Linked DNA regions of Zea mays: all the other regions are linked to region 1. Evidence: chromatin contacts called from public Hi-C data. All regions are on one chromosome and are shown on one strand. The core of a region is the stretch at or near the end of the contact, and the rest is flanking DNA. Distances in the headings are between cores, read along the strand shown. Region 1 holds the start of LOC103636017 (integral membrane protein). Region 2 holds the start of LOC100191695. Region 3 overlaps LOC100193246 (a long non-coding RNA gene).

Region 1 (4,396 bases), core at 658-3,157:
AACGAGAAGCAAACCATGAAAAGTTTTTCATCTTTCGGATAGAAGAGAATCATTACAAGGAGAAAGGTGTTGGCATAGTAGCAGAAGTCCTGCAGAAAAAAGAAAAAAAATTAAACCTCAAGGTTTTACACACAAGATGATGGCTTTAGAAATGAAGAAGATCCCATCAAAAGAACACAAGGCTGCTGTCTAGCAAACTAATATTTGTGACAACATTTGAAATGTAAAATGAAACAGAACCTAGAATATTGACCAAGATATAATGTAGTATTAGAGTTGTACTACTTGACATGTACTCCAATATTGTAAAACTCTATCTCAAACATGTAGGCATACTGTTTATCAGGTAAATCAGATAAAAGGCTATTCCCGGTACAATAAAAGAATATCATCAACATTACACATCGTTAGAATAGAGTGGCTCCTTTTTAATTTTTTATAAAGGATAAATACATGAGATATGTGACAATAGGTTTATTAAGTGACGATATTTGGTCTGTCCGTGGTGGAAAAAAAATGTGATAATAGGTTTACCACTTACACACATTGTGCAACTGCAAGATGTTGGCACAATGTCATAAAACAGCCCATCATCCACTCATCATACTAGTATGTGCTATCTACAACTATTTATCCTTTCAACAAAGCTTTCTATTGGAGAATTTGTGGTGTGGATAACAAATAAATTTAGAGTAAAGTAGGACACTGAAACAAACAATGCTAAGTTATGATTTATGATGTAAAAATATGTGGAAGCACATTTCTGACAATTGACGCATCTCCAGGACATAAAAAATGTGAGACAGTAACATACTCACCAGGAGATAGTAATGCCATTTCTTGTAGCGGTAGTAAATCCAGCGGAGCGGAACGAATATGACATAGAACAGGCAGTACACATATGGCACATCCTGTGGTCCTGCAAGCAACACCATAGCATTGAGAGGTGGAATCAACAAGAATCTTATGATGTACAGTATGCGACACCCAACCAAAAGATCAATGTTGTTGCAGTAGCTTACTGGCACCCAAGAGATAGCAAAATCCCCCAAATCCAAGAACACCCAGCAAGTGTGTGACCTGATGAACATTTAAAACCAGCAGCACCATATGAGAACATTCCCTAAACCCAATCCAGCGAATCCAATTATTGCCACAATCTCTGCAGCACAGTGCGAACAATAAATGTGCAGGTACTTATTACATCACACAATGACCTCCACAAAAGAAAGGGAGCACGGGAGCGGCAAGATTTGTGGACGTCAACTGCACAAGAAAGGCGGTAATAAAGAGATTAAACGGAGGCAGGGTCGGGGAAATGACCTTAAAGATGAAGCGCTCGTGCTGCTCGGCCTTGGTGGCGATCTTGACGGCCTGCTTGGACAAAATCGCCTTAGCCTGATCCCTCTGCGCAGGACAAGATCAGCACTCATAAGTGTAGCCAGAAGCAAATCCGAGAAAGAAAGAAAAAAAGAAAATTAAACGACAGAGCAGCAGCGGCCCGGCGACGAACCCTCCGGCGGACGTCGGCTGCACCATTGGCGACCAGCGGCGCGCCCGGCACCGCCGCGTCGTCCTCCACCTCCGACGCCATCCCTTCCCAACAAGGCAAGAACTTTCGAGACGCGACCTTTGTTCTCCCTCCTATACGCGAAACAATTGCTATATGAAATTTTCTCCCTTTCCTTTCCTTTGCTCCCGTTGATTTATAATGTCCTTTATATAATCATCACACGCATCCATCGAGCTTAACTGCCTTTTTAATCTGAACCCATCCAATATTCTACGTCTTTCTTCCCGTGAAGTGTGAACTCAGCCAGAGCTGCAGCTGCGTGGCGTTTTGGGCTCCCCGACCACGTCATCCGTCAACAACTGGTGGAAGGCGACGACAGAACACGTGTGCCGTCGCCGTTGCGGGACTGTGGCCTTCTCCTTTTTTTTTTCTATGTGGGAGAAGGGCATTTTCGTGATTTGTTTGCAGGGAGCCGGATAAAAAACATTTCGTTTTCTTCTTTTTTTCGTCTCTCTGGTTCATTCGAGCTTTACTCGATCGCACTGTTCGTCTTCTTTTGATTTCTGGAAAAATGTTCCATCTTAAAGACAAATTGTTCAAGGAAAATTTGTTTTTTATTACTTTGCACTGCCGTCATGGTAAAAAAGACAATTATTCCAAAATGAAATACGAAGTTACCGTGGGAATTTCCGGTCTTTGCCTTTTTTAGAAATGATGGTAGAGACTATCGGGAGGAGACATATCGCGACCTCGACCATATAACGAAAGCTTAATCTTTCTAATCTTTCTTTTATGTTGGCTAACTATACGGTCGATCATAGCGAAAAACAACAACAACAACAATGAAAGCCTTGATGCAATAGTTAGCAACCAAGGCCCATCACCGTCAAGACGTCTCAGGGCCTTCTGCTCCACACATCCGTACAGGCGCAGCTATAGATGTCCAAACAGTGCGGGCTGCCCGTTTGGCCCGTGGCACGACACGAATTTAGCCCGGTCCAAACACGGCCCGGCACGGTCGGTTACGGGCCCGGGCCGGCACGGCCCGTTTAGCGGGCCGGGTATGGGCAGATACAGCGGCCCGCGTGCTTTGGCCCGGCCCAGCCTGATAAATGGGTCGACCCGACGGCGGCCCACATATTTATGTAAATACTAAATATGTAAATACATTTAATTCTCTCATAGTATGTAAATACTAAATACGCGGCCAAACATATATAAAATGCATACATAAATATAAAATGCATACATAAATATTTTGTTGTCTTAATATATATAAATAATATGTTATTATATATGATTAATTCTGTTAAATATATGTATTTATATACCGTTCTACTGTTGGTTCGGGCTAGTGCCTGGCCCGGTCCGTTGAGGCCCACCGGGCCAACGGGTCGGCCCGACACGATTTTTTCCTGTGCGTGCCGGGTTTGGGCATGTCCCTAGGCACGTGGGCCAGCCCGATCTGGCCCGAAGCATCAACGGGTCGTGCCTGGCCTGGCCCTATTCGTACCGGGCCGAAACGGGTTCGGGCCGGGTCCGTGCCGGGTGGCCCGTTTGGACATCTATAGGCGCAGCGAAGGGATCCGCATCGTAGAGACGCCAAAGGTGGCGGAAGCTACAAGTCAACCCGTTACGTCGTCGGCCCACCAGATGGCGCATCGGCAGACCCACCTGTCAACGTAGTCAGCTGGTGCGTTATCTAGTGTATGCCGACCACGGCGCACGTCCAGCGACAGCCCTGAGGGGGGGCGCGGGGCGGTTGCCCCGGGCCCCCCGGAATGATGGGCCCCACCCCTGACACCAAGGAGCAGAGCAGTCGGAACAAAACGGCAAGGAGAAGATCACGGAAGTCGAGCAGATCATAGAAGTCGATCAGAGCAGTCAGAACAAAATGCTTCGTCCTTGTCCGTTCGTCGCTTCGTCAGTTCGGCCTTCGAGTCCTTCATCCGGTCCTCCCGTCGGGCCGTACTACCTGCGTCTCAGCGTCTCGGTCTCGCCTCGACGCCTCGGCGTCTCGCAGCAGCAGGCCGGGGCCGCCGCCACCGCCTTCAAGACCGGCGCCGCCGCACCGCCATTCCTGACGCCAGCCGGCGGCCAGACATGCACGACGCCTTGGTGGCCCTGCTGCGCAGCCTGCGCTCCATCGCGTTCTTCCCCTACTTCATGCTCGTGGCTTGCGAGGGCGGCGGTCTCCTCCTTCTGACGACGTGACGTTTTCTAATGTTATCCCAGAAGACGACGACGTGACGTTGCTTCGAAATTTCTATACTCCATAATCGGTAATAATTCTTTAAGTTTATTCGTGTAACTAAGCAATAGCTTCCATTCATAATTTTGTTTTTAATTTCAGCATATAGTCATGTCATCTAGAAAGTATCCATCCGGTTCTGAGAAAAGGAAGAGGAAGAAACGAGCAGATGAGTTCATAGAAACGCAGAGAGGAGCTATGGACAAATTTTTTTCTAGTAATTCAAGAACTTCAAGGAATCAAAATGAGATGGCTATAGTTGCTATAGAGGAGCAACCTGATAATAAGCCAGAAGATCAGGGCTTTACACCAGAAGAAAATATTGATCATGAGCCTATGGTTAATTCACCTCCTACAGAAAATGCTAGTGTTGATGAACAACCTGTTTTTACTGAGGATATCTATGATCCAATAAATTGGGATAATCTTGATAACAAGTCAAGGGACATATTAGTAGAGAAGGGACCCATTAGAGATGAAAATATTGCAAACACTTTCTCTTTTGATGGCTCATCAGATGTTGATCTAAATGATCTAATTTCAGAGCTTAGTGTTTTGCAGTTGACTTTATCAGATAAACCAATGTCTGCCATGGATATTTTTGAGTATGTTAGAGAAGTGGATTCTTATCC
Region 2 (4,396 bases), core at 961-3,460, 510 kb before region 1:
GGGCGAGCACGCGTGCACGCGCGACTGACTGGTGGGCTGTGGCCAGGCCCGATGGTAGGGGTGCGGGTGAGGGACAAATCCGAGCGGTCGGATCCCAAGCGGACGGTTAGGATTAGGTTTGATCTATTTAAATCCGGGCCATCCGATCTAAGATGAACACTGGGGATTGAACGACCAGCCTGAGCAGGGGCTCCCTGGTTGCCAGCGGCAGCGCCACCCGTGTTCGTGGCGGAGCTTCGCCGGAGACGAGGGCGCGGGCACGCGCGGGGACCTCGGGGCACAGGGAAGGGCTCAAGGAGGTTCGAGGGAGTGTGGCGAACGCGACCATGGGCACAGCAACGGCACAGGGGCACTGGAGGGTGGCGGTTCACGACGAGGCGGCTCGACGGCGGCACAACTCTACTCCGGTGAGCAATCGCGCATAACCGAGGGAAGACAAGAGGAAAATAGAGGCGGGGTAGGTTGGTTACCTCGAGGGGAGTCTCCGGGACCCTTGAACGGTAGTAGAGGCACGACGGGGTCTCGTGTCGACGGCGGTGGAGCTGCTGCTACGCGGAGGAAAGGCCAATGATCGTGGACAGTGAGGAATAGAGGGGGAGGGGGTGAACCGAGGGGTGTCCCAGGTTGTTGGCGTCGAGGCGAAGCTCACCGAGGCAATGGACACGACGAGGGCTCGACAGCGACCGCGGAACAGGCACGAGACCACGGCGGTGGACGACAGCGATGTCCTCTCTAGCGCGCGCGGTGTGGGGTGAGTGCGGGAGCTCTGTACGAGGTCCGAGTGAGGGAGGGGGAGAGGGAGTGGGGTGCAGGCCGCTAGAAATGGCCGGGGTGGGGCGGGCGCGGCCTCGCGTGCGTCGTGGGCGCGGAGTCCACAACGTGCACGCAGGTCATGCACGCGGACGGTTGGGGGGGGGGGACGGGATTGACAGGCAAGGCCCACGGGCCAGCGGGAGAGGGCGCACGAGTGAGCGGGCAGCGCCGACAAGCGGGACCGGGCTGGCAGAGGGAGATGGGACAAAGGGTGCTCGCATGGGCGAGAGGAATGGCGTCGACAGGTAGGCCCCACCGCGTAGAGAGAGAGAGAGCAGCCGGGCCAACTGGGCTGAAAAGGTCGAGGGAGAGGGTGTCTTGGGCTGATTTCTGGTTTTTCTTTTGTTCTGAATTTTCTATTTCTTTTCTTTTATTTTCTCTATTGAATTCAAATAAAATAAACCATAAATTCAAATTTGAATATTTCAAACATGTGCATCAACCAAAAATAAAATTTTAGCTCAACATAATGCACCAATTCATGTCTCCCCTAGGTTTTAATATTCTAAAGAAATAATACACCTCTCGAATAAACACCCAAAATTCTATTAAAAAGAAGAGAAAGAAAATCTATAGAGGTGAGAAAAGGAGTAACACCTGAATTTGGTAGATATTAAAGAACAAATTTTATACCCCAAATTCAGAGTGTTACATGCTCGGTTGGTTCTCAAGAGCTCTCTTGAATCTTGGTGGAAGACACGTAACCATAAGCACAAAGCTAGGTCTTTCGATGATGCTGCAGATAGGGATGGTAATGGGTCGGGTTCGGGTTAGGTGGAGCAAAAACCCACTCGCGATCGCACCCGTGAAGTCTAACTAAACTCGTCCCCGATCGCACCCACGGGTACAATTTTAAGCCCGCACCTGAACCCGTCGGGTTTCGGGTCACTCGCGGGTTTTTACCTAGTGTCACTTTTAAATAACAATTAGCTATAAACAATTAAGTATCAACAATAATTAAGTTATATCTACATATTTTAAGCCTTCACATATTGAGTAGCAACAAAACGTTTCATGAATCAGTAGCCATGTTACTTATTCAAAACAATTACCGTTGTATCTTAATTATTTTTGCACAAAAATAAAGAATAAACCAACATTTCGGGCGAGATGCGGATCACCGCCGGTTGAAATAGAAACCCGCACCCACACCCGCGAAACTTCGGATCGGATACGAGTTGCACCTGCAGATCAAAATCTTCACCGAATAGGTCACGTACCTATCGAATTTCGGGTTTGCTGATTAAACTGCCATGCCGCCAATTTATTATCTTTTCTACCCAGCGTGTACTAGAAAAGGATGAAAAAAGAAGGAAAAAAAAGAAAAGAAAGAAAAACTCCAACGAAGCCTTCTGGGTCTGAACGTCCACGTCCAATTGTGTCCTACTCCTTCGGTCCGTCCCCATTTCTTCCTTTCCTAGGCCTCGACTCCTCCCGACGTGATCGCTCCAGAGAAAATTTCGCGGGTTTAGACAAACAGCGATTGGGATCGAGATCGGGGCAACATGAGCAAGGTGTTCGAGGGCTACGAGCGCCAGTACTGCGAGGCGTCCGCCTCCCTCACCCGCAAATGCACCGCCGCCGCCGCCCTACAGGGAGGTAATCCTCCACCCCTCCCAAATCTCTTCGTTTTCTAGAAGCAACCTCAATCTCGGTAGGCTCTCCCTCCGAATCGTCTCTTGGTAAAATATTTGGTCGCGCAGAGAAGCTGAAGCAGAAGGCGGCGGAGATCCAATCCGGCATCGATGGCGCTGAGGCACTGGTATCCCCTCGCTCCTCTTTTTTGTTTTTGTTTTATTAAACATAGGCAAATAGTGGCTGTGCTCTTGTTACTAAGTAGCCGCGAAGGATGCACGACCCTCACAAAACTGTTTTGGAATTATATTCAGGTGTAGGGAGAAAAAAAGAAACAAGGAACGATCCTTCTTTAGAGCTGTATTTTTTATAGATCACGGAAAATTTTGAACCCTAAGGATTACATAATTGTTTAAACTTAGGGACGTTTCCTTCTTATAGGATCAGGCTAAGCAGTTATCAAATTCAAATGGAAGTTTTATTGTGCGGCGGAAGACATCTATTGTATATTGGTAATGTTGTTTTTGTTTTCAGATAAGGAAGATGGATCTTGAAGCAAGAAACCTGCAACCAAGCATTAGAGCTGATCTCCTAGTAAAGATCAGGGAGTACAAGTCAGATCTTAATAACCTTAAGGGAGCGCTGAAGAGGGTTACTAGTATTAATGCACAACAGGGGGCGAGGGAGGAGTTGTTGGAGTCAGGAATGGCAGATACATTGGGGGTATGTTACCTTTTCTGAATTCATGAACCATTCTCATCTGGATTGAACCATGCTCTTTTTGGTTTGTTAACAAGGTTGTGCAAGGCATGTCTATATTTGAACCATCATTTTCTCTTGGTTATTTGGCAGAAATGACACAAAACATACCTGTTTGGTTGGTGTTAATTTGGCTCAAGTTCTTTAATGTTAGCCCTATGATCTGGATACAAGTGTCTATGACTCCTTTCAGTACTGCAGTTAGTGAAGGCAATTGAACCTTCCAAATTACAGATGTGGAGCTAATTGGGACAAAAGCAATGCCTTGTATGAGTAGCTAACGTCAGGATGTGCTCTTTGGTTGTTTCATGGACTTGTAGTGAATGAATTCACAATTCATGTTAAACGCACTCTGAATGGCAAAGCACTTATTTTCCCATGTTCGTCGAAAATATCAATCATTTTTTGTTGAAGCAGCTCTATACCAATCTAGAAAATTCTAAAGGCTACCCCTGCAGCATGGATAAGCCGAAGCTATCAATAATGTCTGCAAGGTGGTAGTAATGTGTCCTGCAAATTGTGGCATATGCTGTCCAGAATCCATATGGCTAAGCTCTAGCTATATCAAACTGGCAATATTCATATTCTGATGAAGCATGAGGCGCTAGTTCTTTTGCACGCACATATTTCTGATTTATCATCAATCTTAGATTTGTTTATTTGTTAGTTTCATGTGTCTATCCTTCAACCTTGCAAGTAAAAAGTTGACAGTCTCCATGAGAGTCTAATGTTGTTTTTTTATGATCACACAGGTTTCTGCTGATCAAAGGTCAAGATTGCTCAGGGCAACCGAGAGACAGAACCAAACAACTGATAGGCTCAGAGATAGCCATAGAACTATGCTGGAGACTGAAGAACTTGGTGTCTCTATCCTGCATGACCTGAGTCAACAGCGCCAGTCTCTCTTGCATGCTCATGATGTAGTAAGTATTTTTTTACCAAATTCTACCAGTTTGAACTAACTGTTTTGGTTTTTGTGTGCCATTTAGTTTTATTTTAAATTAAATTATCTTAAACCTCCAGTACTATGCAATTTGTTGAAAGGAAATCACTTACAAGTCACAAGTTTCTCTCTACTTACTGTGTGTCAGATTAGATGAAATGTAGCTTTCCATAGTCTACTGTTAAAAAAATGTCATGCATACAGGTTTTTATGTGGATAATTATGTCTATTATGCCTTTTGATGTCAGCAAACACTAAAGGAGATAGTGTAGACCCTGACCTACTTTTCTTCAATAGTTTTTCCTG
Region 3 (4,396 bases), core at 1,171-3,670, 310 kb before region 1:
ATATATTGCTCCCAGTCCCAGAGAAAATATAAAAAGTATGTAAAGATTGAACTTGCTCCACACTGCACATGTTTGTACCTTTAGTTCTAGCAACACCTTTAATCCATGGACAACAGAAATTTATCTAACGTTAATTTTAAATACCAAAATAACCATCTGTAGATGTTAATCAAAACAGGAGTTTCTTTATGGTAATTTGTCAATGGTACACATGTTCATACACAGAATATCCATAATACAACACCAAAAAATATACATACTCTCCAGTGTGCGGTGTTTGGAAGGTCCACCCTGCAAACTAGAAACACATCATCCAAATCCATAACAATTCAATGAGTGGTTGGATACCAAGTGTTTATGCAGCGTTCTAGAAATGAACTGTAGCATGTATCTTTACCATCATGACAAGAATGGACCTAGTTGGTACTCTGCAATAGTTCACACCATGAAACATAATAGGACCATGTTGGGGCGTACCTAGAACGCTAGGCCCGCCTCAGAGAGGTTCTTGCAGTGATTGGGAGGAGGTTGATGAGAGAGGTTTTGACATTTTGTACTCCTAAACTAGCCCGAATTGTGCCAGACCCCCAGAACTAGAATCAGATTTTCTGATTATTTAACCTGACGATCTTTGGTTGCACGCTGAATGGTGCTAAATCGATGGAAAATTTGATGGTTCTGGTTGACCTGGTTCATGGCTTACAAGTGGCTTTTATGTAACTGTTATATCATCCCTGTGTATGTCAACATGCTTTGAATTTGCAATGCTCCTCAAAATGAAACTGTATTTGCCTGCATTTATTCTGTTCCTGTTAGAGCTATACATTTTCCGGCTTTTATACATGCATTGCATATTATGATGTGCAGCTTGTGCATTTGTCTGACCATTGCTTATCTAATTCTTATGTGATGTGAAACTTGTGTCTCATGCCACTGGTAATATGTCATGATCTGTGATAGCATACAAGGTTAGTTCTGCGAAACTAGGAGCTGGATTTATGCACAGTTTAGAATTTGAATTTCACTTACTATCCCAGTCATAACTTGTCTGTTAACGCCAGTAAAGTAAAATCAGAGTTCAAAGTTTTGTGCTTAGTTGATCTTTGTAAGCATAAGAAAGCAAAAAATGATTGTTTTTCTGTTTTGTCTGCCAAAGTACATGCTGCTGTATGCTGATGTAGGTATTCATAGTTAGATTTCCAATATGTGATACCTGCTAATCTGATGTGATAGCCAACTGCATGTTGTGTTGTGTTCTCACTGTTGTAGTGATGCAAGTATTGTATCTGAAGTATGAACCCTTCTACTGTCATGCAGAGTGTTAGGACAAGATGGTGGCCAATGGTGATGCACCTGCTAGAGGGAGCGCGGCGGCAGCCGCAAGCCTGCGTAGGCGTAGGACCACAAGCGGTGCTGCTGCTGGTGGAGGCGGTGCCAGCTCAATGCTCCAATTCTACACTGATGAGGCTGCCGGCCGCAAAATGTCACCAAACACTGTTCTGATCATGAGTATTGGGTTCGTAGCCGTCGTTGCTGTGCTCCATGTATTCGGGAAGCTGTACCGCACCTCCAACTAGGTTGGCATTGCCATATCCAAGAAAGCTGAGTCCACCAAGAGAGGATTCCTGTAGAACAATTTAAATGGATAGCAAGTGACTATCAGACTCTGTTGTAGAAGTTTATTTATACAACTTGCAATGCTGCGAGGCTATTCATAAATGCCTGCGAGTTTTGTTTAAGTCATTGCTTCGTATTTTGAAATTTGCTGGCATAAAGCATATGCCGTGAGAGTTTCATGGCATTTATTCTCATTAAATGACATGTCACGAAATCAAAATAACAATGTATGGATAAAATTCTATCTACAATAAAATGGCATATACAATCTATATACTATGTTGCGGTTTTTACAAACACTAAATATATCTAAGAAATTCGTTTATACAACTCAATGTATTTAAGCATTATATCTTATTCACTAGAATATCGTAAGACATTGTCTATTTATATCAGTTGTATGAGTGAAATCGTATCTTTGACTTCGACAATTGTGCTAGAGACGTTATATGTCCCTTGTACTTTTTTTCTACTTAAGCTATCTGTAGCAATTTATCTATCTTTATACACATATTCAAATTCTACTCTACGAACAATACAATCTACGATACAAAACATTACCTGCTTAGATATTTCTTTGAAATACGGTTCATTTAGGATTGTTCCTGTACGTGACAGGCGTATCGCGACATACGTCGCGCGTGCCCTGCACTGCTGGTAACCAGCAATTCGACAAAGCGGATGGGCGCGATGTCCTCCCGACTGTGGCTGGTTCGGGTAGCCGGCAGAAAGCATGCATGCAAGAAGCATGTGCGGGCCAGCAGGTGCGACTTGCAAGTGGTGGGCTTCTCGAGAGCACGCTCGCCCCGTTCCAGTCCAATCTAGATTCCCTTCTGCTGTGGATGAATATGACATCGGTCCTGACGCACGTGGGCCTAGACCCATTCAGAATGTCTGCCGCAACGTTGGATATGCCTATTTTTCTTTTGCTTCTTATTAGGATAGTCTAGCTTGGCTGATCCTGTGGCTAAGAATTAAAATTAGTCACCTTATAATATAATAATAAGAAGTAGTTGATAATAAGGGCTAATAGGTTATAACCACCAATAAACTCCTGTTATTACCTCTTATTATTAGGCTAAAATTCACCCATGTTTTGCCCTCGTATTTAGCATCTATAATTGTTGGTAAACTGTTATCTTTTTTTTTTCTTAAAAAATTATAGATACATAACCTCGATCACACACACAAGACCTTCGCAAACACACACGTATTCTCACGACAAAGTGCAACGTCTCATACTCCACATGCATGCCGCCTCTGAGAGCAACATTCGAATGGTAAATCTTGATTTTTTTTATACACCGACAAAAGAGACTTCTTTAATTACTAGACAGAAATAGGTGGAGCCCAATTTGCTCAAAATGAGGTCAAGTATGCGCTAGCTAAAGCAGCTAATTCATTCGGTGCTCTATTAGGCCACATTTGGATCCTTTGAATCGAATTCCATTCTATGAGTAGTAATTCAGGCACATATTAATTAAGCTAATATAATTTTATACACCATATTTGTATACTACAATTTATCATATGGAAAAAATATTTATGGGCTGTATTTTACTATAGTGTAGTGAGCCAAAGAACATCTTATAAGTTGCAGAGTAGAAACATATATATATAGCCCTGTGATACATGAAATTAATTTTTATCCACTATTATGTTAATTTAAGGTAGACATATATATGAACTTTGGAAAGTGATGAAATATCAAATTCCAAACCAAATAGTTTACTCTATTAATTAGATTACAATTTCACCAAAATGAAAGTATCCAAACAATAACTTACCATTTTTCTTCACCTCAATGACCTATGCCAAAACTCCGCTTTGCTTCAGCAAATACAAAACCATATTCAAACTTGTCCAGTTTCGTGCTTCTTCGTACAGGTGCTTACCCTAGCACTGTCCGTTTCCAATATGATAGGGCAATGACACCAATGGGCACTAGCTCCTGACACCAAAAAAACAACTAAGCTACTTTTTGTTTTGTCTATCTATCTGATTAACTAGCTCTGATACATGCTTCAAAATTAAATGCTACAGAAACTTTTGGCTCATAAACTTACTTGATTTAGGCTCTGTTTGGTTTAACTGCAGAATCCTAAAAATCTTATTCTAGTTGTGAGCTATGAAAAAGTTGTTGTGAACCGACAATTGCGGCAAAGTTGGAAGATGTTTGGTTAAAACAAATGTGAAATGTAGATTCTATAAGAAATATCTATTATGACATTACAAAGACGGTCTATATGCTAATTGATCAGATTAACATGTTGAAGCGTCCCAATCCTCTAGGACTCAAATGTGATACAATTACTAGTCCCAGTAGGCTAGTAAACACATTTATACATCAGATGATTCCAGATCTGCTTAAACGAGACAAACCTATAAAGGTGGCAAACAACTTTAAGAGTTGGTCCACAACTCGGGACATATCATCAGAGTGGGGCTGAAGCAGCCCGATATACGCAGTGAAGCAATTCAGCGGTCCAACAGCCACAGGCAAGGTTGGGAACAGTCATAACTCTTACCCGATCTCCCTTTTCTGAAAAACAACAAATAAGCAAGGGTGAGTACAAACGTACTCAGCAGCCCACCTTCACCTGCGGAATGGGGAAATCAGATATAATGCATGGAATATGTGGAGCTCAGGATATTTGCAGAAACAACAATATTTTATGCAGAGTTGTTTTGAAAAACATTTTGTATTTTTGCAAAGCGCATCCTCTCCAAAAGGAGCAGGAAGTTTTTCAGTATTATAACAAAATCCCCTGGACTAAAC

Evidence for each region. Hi-C and Micro-C count contacts between places; a contact is called where the count stands out from the background.
Region 2: a contact with region 1 is called in a Hi-C map of leaf, with 7 times the contacts expected there. The contact joins the promoter of LOC100191695 here to the promoter of LOC103636017 in region 1. A contact is called at or near these places in 2 of 25 Hi-C or Micro-C datasets (leaf and tassel).
Region 3: a Hi-C map of leaf shows a contact between it and region 1, with 5 times the contacts expected there. The contact joins the enhancer-like site here to the promoter of LOC103636017 in region 1. A contact is called at or near these places in 3 of 25 Hi-C or Micro-C datasets (ear, leaf and tassel).

Annotation. Positions count from the first base shown.
Region 1 is chr8:142,172,440-142,176,835 of Zm-B73-REFERENCE-NAM-5.0, forward strand. It overlaps LOC103636017 (integral membrane protein), which reads right to left and starts at 1,908. Exons shown (of 8, transcript XM_008658382.4): 1 at 1,514-1,908; 2 at 1,324-1,407; 3 at 1,023-1,080; 4 at 819-919; 5 at 1-89. The coding sequence starts at 1,594.
Region 2 is chr8:141,664,271-141,668,666 of Zm-B73-REFERENCE-NAM-5.0, forward strand. It overlaps LOC100191695, which reads left to right and starts at 2,211. Exons shown (of 4, transcript NM_001137124.1): 1 at 2,211-2,575; 2 at 2,923-3,111; 3 at 3,900-4,070. The coding sequence starts at 2,932.
Region 3 is chr8:141,858,196-141,862,591 of Zm-B73-REFERENCE-NAM-5.0, forward strand. LOC100193246 (a long non-coding RNA gene) reads left to right here. Exons shown (of 2, transcript NR_156483.1): 2 at 1,318-1,742. Among protein-coding and RNA genes, the nearest start is that of LOC100193246, 13 kb to the left of the region's middle. Within about 2 kb of position 2,421, at least 17 of the 20 cell types and tissues checked have an H3K27ac peak or open chromatin away from gene starts, as enhancers often do. A contact at or near this core is called in ear, leaf and tassel, where this site is marked.